2 separate regions of the Mus musculus genome follow, and region 1 is linked to region 2. A link is a contact called in public HiChIP or PLAC-seq data. All regions are on one chromosome and are shown on one strand. Each heading gives the region's core, a stretch centred on a gene start, on an enhancer-like site or on the middle of the called end of the contact. The rest is flanking DNA. Distances are from core to core; before and after follow the strand shown.

What was found. HiChIP or PLAC-seq counts read pairs in DNA pulled down with a chosen protein or histone mark.
Region 1: an H3K4me3 HiChIP or PLAC-seq map of neural tube shows a contact between it and region 2, with 7 times the contacts expected there. The contact joins the enhancer-like site here to the promoter of Bzw2 in region 2. A contact is called at or near these places in 5 of 39 promoter capture datasets (the C10 cell line, hippocampal neurons, liver and 2 more) and 5 of 115 datasets of contacts at active chromatin or transcription factors (astrocytes, embryonic limb bud, embryonic stem cells and 2 more).

The regions. Positions count from the first base shown.
Region 1 is chr12:37,444,622-37,448,019 of GRCm38.p6, forward strand. All of the region lies in intron 12 of Agmo (alkylglycerol monooxygenase), which reads left to right. It overlaps Gm34408 (a long non-coding RNA gene), which reads right to left. Exons shown (of 4, transcript XR_003950116.1): 4 at 2,117-2,350. Among named protein-coding and RNA genes, the nearest start is that of Gm34408, 29 kb to the right of the region's middle. Within about 2 kb of position 2,075, at least 2 of the 459 cell types and tissues checked have an H3K27ac peak or open chromatin away from gene starts, as enhancers often do. A contact at or near this core is called in neural tube, where this site is marked.
Region 2 is chr12:36,155,001-36,158,472 of GRCm38.p6, forward strand. Bzw2 (basic leucine zipper and W2 domains 2) reads right to left here and starts at 1,825. Exons shown (of 12, transcript NM_025840.3): 1 at 1,668-1,825. Ankmy2 (ankyrin repeat and MYND domain containing 2) reads left to right here and starts at 2,124. Exons shown (of 10, transcript NM_146033.3): 1 at 2,124-2,423. The coding sequence starts at 2,357.

The DNA.
Region 1 (3,398 bases), core at 825-3,324, 1.3 Mb after region 2:
GTGCTGGCTAGACACAAGTCGTTTGGCAAAGCCTTTTCCTAGTATATATTTTCAGGGCTGTCTGCACAAAGATGCTGGCACACTCACCATGATTTCTATTCCAGGTGATGGATTTCTGTCCAAGTAAGCGAGTGACTAAATATTTTCCGGTGGAATCTAGGCACTGTAAAATCACTGAAGCCAAATAAAAAAGTTGTCGACCTTTCTAAAAAAGTAATTATAATAGCTTTGCATACCACTATGACAGAAGGAACATTTCCACTTAGATCACTAAATAACAAAATGAGTGGAACCTCATTAGGAGAAGTGGGGAGTAGAACAAATGTGCAACCAATATGTCCTTTGATCACCATGAATGAGTATCTTATTATATTTTCATGCATTTCCCAAACAGTCTTCCTAAACCTTAACAGTGTCTGAGGGCATAGACTCCACATGCCGTTCTGTCAAAGACAAGAAATCCAATCTGAACTCACTAAAAATCTGGGTCATCACTTCAACACAAGACAAGTCGTAAAACCAGAACACTTTGTATTTGTTGATTTCTGCTAATCTGAGCAGTCACAGAAGGAAATGCCTTCCAAAGTGATAGGAAGATGTGGCTGCCTGTTCAGAATTACAGCAAGAATCTAGCATCTCTTCCGCCACTTCAATCTAAACAGAGATTTAATTCTGGTACATGTCTTCTCTTACTTTTCACAAATTTGAATAAATAGGAGATTCTGTGAATTTATAGGCCGGTTTTGCACTCCTATTGTTTCAAACGTAGCACATGGGACAAACAGCACTGTGTGTTGTAATTCAGCTTTAATGATGGAACACTTGGTTTTAGACAATCGTTGAGGCTGCGCGTGACATTGTGTTTTAGCTTCAGACACTGCACGTAACTTAGCAATTATATTACAGCTTTCAATAATGGTTGTTGGCGGGATATCTGCGAGTGAAGTCATAGCAATTTTGAAAGAGAATGCTAATAAAAATACACCTGCCTTGTAGTGGAAAGTGAGCCTTTAATATCTCTGCTTTGAAGTGGGGCAAAGCCTTTGGTATTAACTAACGTATTATGATGGAGGAATAATCCTTTGCCCTGGGGGAAAGCAAGACATTGAAGTTGCGACAGATTGTTAAGTTTCTAATGACCCAGGGTTCAGTCACTTGATAATCATAAAAGAATAGAATGAGGTGATGATTTCTTAACACTACAAAGATATGACTATTTGAAAACACTTCATGGTAATTATAAGTAAGTAAGAGAACATGTGAATATTCCTTAAAAGTGACTCAGTAACTGTGTAAATGTTTGGTTTTTGACCATTTTCTATAATTGTTAAAGATTTCAAAATGATTTAAAATTGTCATTTCCAAATGATGCTAGTAGCTTCAAATTAGCTGTGCTCATTCTTCTTTAATTCCTTTAACTACCTCTCTTGTGGTTTGAAATGTCACTTGCTGATAATTATTTACATATGAAAGATAAGAGGAAGGCTTAGGTGTTTGCGGCCCTTGCTTTTGCTTTTGTAACATCAAGGGAGACAGTGTAATTGAAATCCCATTAGACTGTAGGAACTTTTCTCCTTTACGCAGTAATTTGTTTCCTGCAAACTTATTTTGCTTACTTGAATTAGTAACAATCTGTTATTAAATGTGAAATATAAGCGAAGTCTGCATATTAAGATTACTGCAGAAAACATTTTATTAATAAATACAACAGGGGTTTGAAAATTGTGCACAGTGAATGACCACAACAAATTATTATTCTTCAGATATTTTTTTTGCCATTAACTTGAGAATCACAGACTGTCAAAGTTGTTATAAAATAATGTTAGTTATTTTAATATTAATATAATTCATATATTGCCAAGCATTATACGTATTATGATTTCTTTTATCTTTTTTTGTTATGTGTTTGAAGCTACAGCAGAAATGTTTTAATATTTTGGTTTCAGAAGTTTCTCTCAGTACAGAGTATCAAGTAATCCAGAGAGTATACATTCGCACTTGTCAGGGCTGTATTTAACACCAACAGGCCAAATACATTGAAACTTTCTACCAAGTTCAAAGGTGCCACGGAGACCTTGAGTCCCTTGATAACATGATAACGAGTTACCAGGAGATGTTTGTTTTGGTTACAGAGCTGCAGGTTTTATTTTATTTCTTGCTTGGGAAATACCTTCTGATGGTTCTTAGGTCAGAAGGGAATCTTCCTAATTCATTTCGGACATCAGTCATTAGTGAGCGGTGAATAAGAAGCCGTTTCAATGGACAGAATGGAGCTGTTTTCTTCCTAGAGTTCCAGTGTGTAATCTGCATTTTCCTTTGGACCTGGATTGTTGTTGAGTTCGGACACCTGCTGGAAGGAGTATCAGTTTCAGGCTACAAAGTGGTGCTCTGAAATAAATATCACCGAGCTTGTTAAGTTTTGTCATCTGTGTCATCGCATTAGTGCAGGATATTAGGGTAAAGTGGAGTGCAGCTCAATTTCCTCGTTATACGTTCGGACGATAAGCTTTTTCTATTAATGTTCATAAAGAGTTTCTATTACCAGGGAGATCTCAAATTAAACAGAAAAAAAAATCTGAGAACATAACATAAAGCCCACGACTATGTAATACTTGTCATAGGTCTGACAAGTTTTATAATTTAAGGCATGGATATTTACTTTGTAATATCTGCTAGAAAATGGGAATTTAAAATGTAAAGCTTTTAATACCTTTACATTCACATATAAAGTTAAATGTATTTTCAGTTTTATAGCACATTCTGGCAAACCTTGCCACATATATTTAATTTTTGGTAAGAATAGATATTATTTAAAGTCTGAATTACAACCACTTGTAAGGACTTCTTGCCAGTGTACTCTCTTTCTCTATTAATTACTGTATTGGCAACTAAAACTAATATCATGCTGTATCAGTTCCATATGATAGTGGATAGTACAGGCATGCATTTTCTCAGGGAAAAATGTTGTCTGGCTTTTAAACAAACTTAGAAGACTTCTGTAGACATCCAAATAGTTCAAATATGTCAGAATTTGAAAGAAAATAGTTGACATAAATACTAAAAACTTTCTAGTAACTGAGATCTTGAAAGCATACATTAAAAATTGCTTTTGGTACATTTATGTTGAATTACAAGTCACCATCTTTATGTTATAATGAAATAAGTAATAAAGTAGTAGTCGCAACTGGGGTTAGGTAGAGGGTTGAAATTTAACTACTATAATCCTCATTTTTGAAAACGGGAAAATTGTCCAAAGTGTTCCTCAGCCTGCAAAGATAAAGGAATCAAACATTCACAGTGGCTCTGTGTGTGAGGCACACAATTGATCTTATGTCCGAGATTCTATCTTCGGAATGTTGAAATGGGTTGGCATGGGATACTGATAAATCATTTTGAGA
Region 2 (3,472 bases), core at 575-3,074:
GTGGGTGTTTTCCTTTGTCCGTAAATATCATCAACTCTAAATGAAAGCCATGCATTCAGAAGACGAAATACCCACCAGGTGCTTAAAACACAACCTAATGTTTCCATCGGTCGAGGAACTGACAACCCCAGGGAGACAAACAGGTGTGACCTTCAAGTAACCATGGCCCAGATTTGGCACCAGAGATGGAAACCCTGGCAGTTAAGTACCCAATTCTGTCTCTGCATCTGATGAAATGATGTGTAGTCACATGGCGAGGTTACTCTCAGGCATTTTCTTAGGTCTGTGGCTACTACCTCTGGCACATTAATTGCTGTGGCGGTAGCATTATGTGTTACACAACACTGGTCACTCTCACAAGCCCTACTGCTTGTTTGAACAGCTACATCATTTTTAAAGCATCATCAAACAAAAGTTTCTTTGTTATATATTGAGATGAATAATTACCAACCATTTTCATGGGAGAATCTATCTGCTCCTCCCTCCCCAAGCTGAAGCTCATGTCTGTCGGTGGCTGTTGGGGGATGGGCAGCGGGAGTTTAGAAAAGATTTTGGTTAAAGATAAGAGATAGGGAACGTCATCTGTGGGTCTCTGAAGTGCTAGTACGCGCTTTGAGCAAAACGAGGTAGAGGGGCCACAGGAAAAGGCATTTCACATCATTCTTGGCACCGTGGAATGAAAGAGCGATCCTGGGGCTACTTAATAAAAACCACCTACATGATTATTCAAGTATTTCTCCCTAGCACAATTGTGTTTTAACGGAAACATCAATACCAGTCTGTTGAGAAACAACAGCAAAACTAAACAGTCATTTCCGAAGAAGCAGTGATTGACGCTGTAGAACGCTACAGATAAGCATCTTGGAGGAATGATTGAATATTTTCTTAAGCGTACCTTGCATCGGAGGCACAGAAAGGTACACACGATATTCACCTCTTATCTACCTACGGTGGACGCTCCAGGAGCCACACCACAGTTGAATGAAGGCTGGATTAAGAAACTAATCTAAGGCTATATATAGACAGCAACACCAATTTAATCCCCGCCCTCTCCAGCCTACCCTCCCTAGTTCCATAAATCCCCAAACCTGAGTTATAAAGACAGGCAGCTCTCTCAGAGCAAAAAAGACCCCCACACCCCAACAAAGTATCAGAGCAGTTGTAAGTCGCTTCTAAATATCCTTAGCGAACACCACAGGTCCAGGTTCCATGGCTTCCACAGAGGGCAAGAAATGACAGACAAGTACTGGGGAGGGCTAGGTTTGCAAAAAGAAATTTACCTTCTCCGAGCCTCTCCCAGTGTCGCTGGTCATGGGGTGTTCCCCTCACCTCCCGGCAGTGGGCCTCCCCGGGGATCGCCACGCACGAGACCATGTGCACCCGCCACTTTCACCGCGTGGCCAGCTTACGGCCGGCCCGCGGTCCCCGGAGCTCTTGGGGCGGACAAACGTAGCGAGGTCTAGGTCTCGCTCGAGAGGCACTAATACACAGTACGTGCATGGATGATGGCGCGGCGCGGGGGCTCCTCTATGAAGAGGAAGGCAACCGCCCCAGGTGGCACATGCTTCCTCCACGCCAGCTCCAGCCCGCTGGGACCCCTTGGCTCGGAGGCGGTCACTGCTCGCTCAACTCTCAGGCTCCCGCCGCCCCACCTGATCACCTCTTACCTGTCCAAGGAGGGAGCGACGACGCGCGAGACTGGTGGCTGCGGCGGATCCTGCAGCAGCAGTGGCGGCGGCAGTGGCTGAGGCAGACAATGGAGGAGTGAAGGACAGACACATTGACACAGACACACAGAACCCGGTGTAGCTCCGCCTCCTGCCCCGGCCCCGCCCTATCCCCGCCCCTTGCCCGAACCGCGCCACTCTTAGGGGCAGTGCAGCCCGTCTAGCTGCATCCCAATGCCTCCGCACGTGCCCACAGAAGTCACTACCAGGCAGAGAACTTCTATCCTTAGAATCCAAGGAACCCTGTGTCCCTGTACTTCTTAATAGGTTATCATGGGAATAGGAAACCTAGAAGATGTATTGAATCCCCTTCCAAATGTCTCCTTTTGGTTTGGACCTCGTAGGTTGCTCCAATTGGAGTCGCTTGCTGCCTCTTGCAGCTCCTCCTCCCGACCTGGCCATTGAGGCGCGGGGGCGGGACTTGTGGAGAGCGCCAGCCCGGCTCGCTCAAGCTCGCCGCACCCGCCAGCCCCCAGCCGTGAGACCCTAGCGACTCTGCCACTTCACTGGGCTGCTGCTCCGGCCTCGAGTTGCCTTGCTGTGGCGGTCTTCCACGACGCATACACGTCTCTTGTTTTTTTAAAAAACCTTTCCAAAGAAATAGAATAAGCGTCAAGCTGGCGGGAACGATGGGTCACATAAAGAAAGGCGAGCTGACCCAGGAGGAAAAGGAACTGCTGGAAGTGATCGGGAAAGGTACGGGTGCAGGGTTGGTATCCGGGTGCTGCACACCTGGTCTCAGGGCATTGAGGAGCCTGGAGCGCGCCCTAGGCCCGGAGGACCTTGGGCAACTTGCAATCCGGAAAAAGCCTTTCTGTCTCTGTCTGGGGACCGATTGCAGGGGCGGGGAGATGGGAGGCAGAAAAATTGAGGCCATCAGATCTAGGTTGCCGAGCTTAGACCTCTAAATCAGCTTTTTGGAAATCGACCGACTGTCACTACACATCTTAGACAGTCACGCGTGGCCCTGGGCGCCTGTCTTTGCGTATGCATGCTTGCCAGCTCATTGGATGTTTTGACCGTAATCAGTCAAGACCGCAGTGGCCTGGTAGTTCTAGGCTCCAAGTCGGGTGTATAAAGGGCCCTTTCGACTTCCGGAGGCTTAAGGATCTGGATCCCTTGCAGATCCCCGCCCCTGCTGCGGGTGGAGGGAGCTTTCAGCAACAGGGGTTCTTTATAAGGGCACAGAACTCGCTCTGCATGTTCCGCCCTGAGCTTTCTGCATCAAGGCCTTCTGTGGCTGGCTTCCTGTAGCCCAGGTCGGCGCAGGCACCCACAGACACGACTGACCTTGGTCCGATGTTAGACCTCAAGTGATCTTGTTGAGCTCCTTGGTGCTTCCCAGTCCACTTTGTGGATTCGAGCCACGCCTCCTCTGTGCAGCTTGCAGGAAGGAAGCCAACTAGAAGCCATGTTTCCCCACCAGTCCCTGAGTGCATGTCCCAAATGAGTTCCTGGCCGCATCCCCGTTACCTGGCAGGTAACATCAGCGTGACCACGTGCACTGTCACTTTGCTGAGAAGAGGATGCGGTGCCTGTGGGCATGATTAATGTGGATGCTTTAAGTGAAAAAATTAAACATGTGCCCTCGAATGACAGAGAAGCCAGACATTGTAATACAGAGCTCCTGGGTTTACAGTTTTCTACTTAGCCAAACTCATCTAGAATCACAGATAGGAAGACAAATGTATTCTTCCTAACAAGGACTGTCCACGTGTCTAAAGAGTATGAGAAGAGAAAACAAT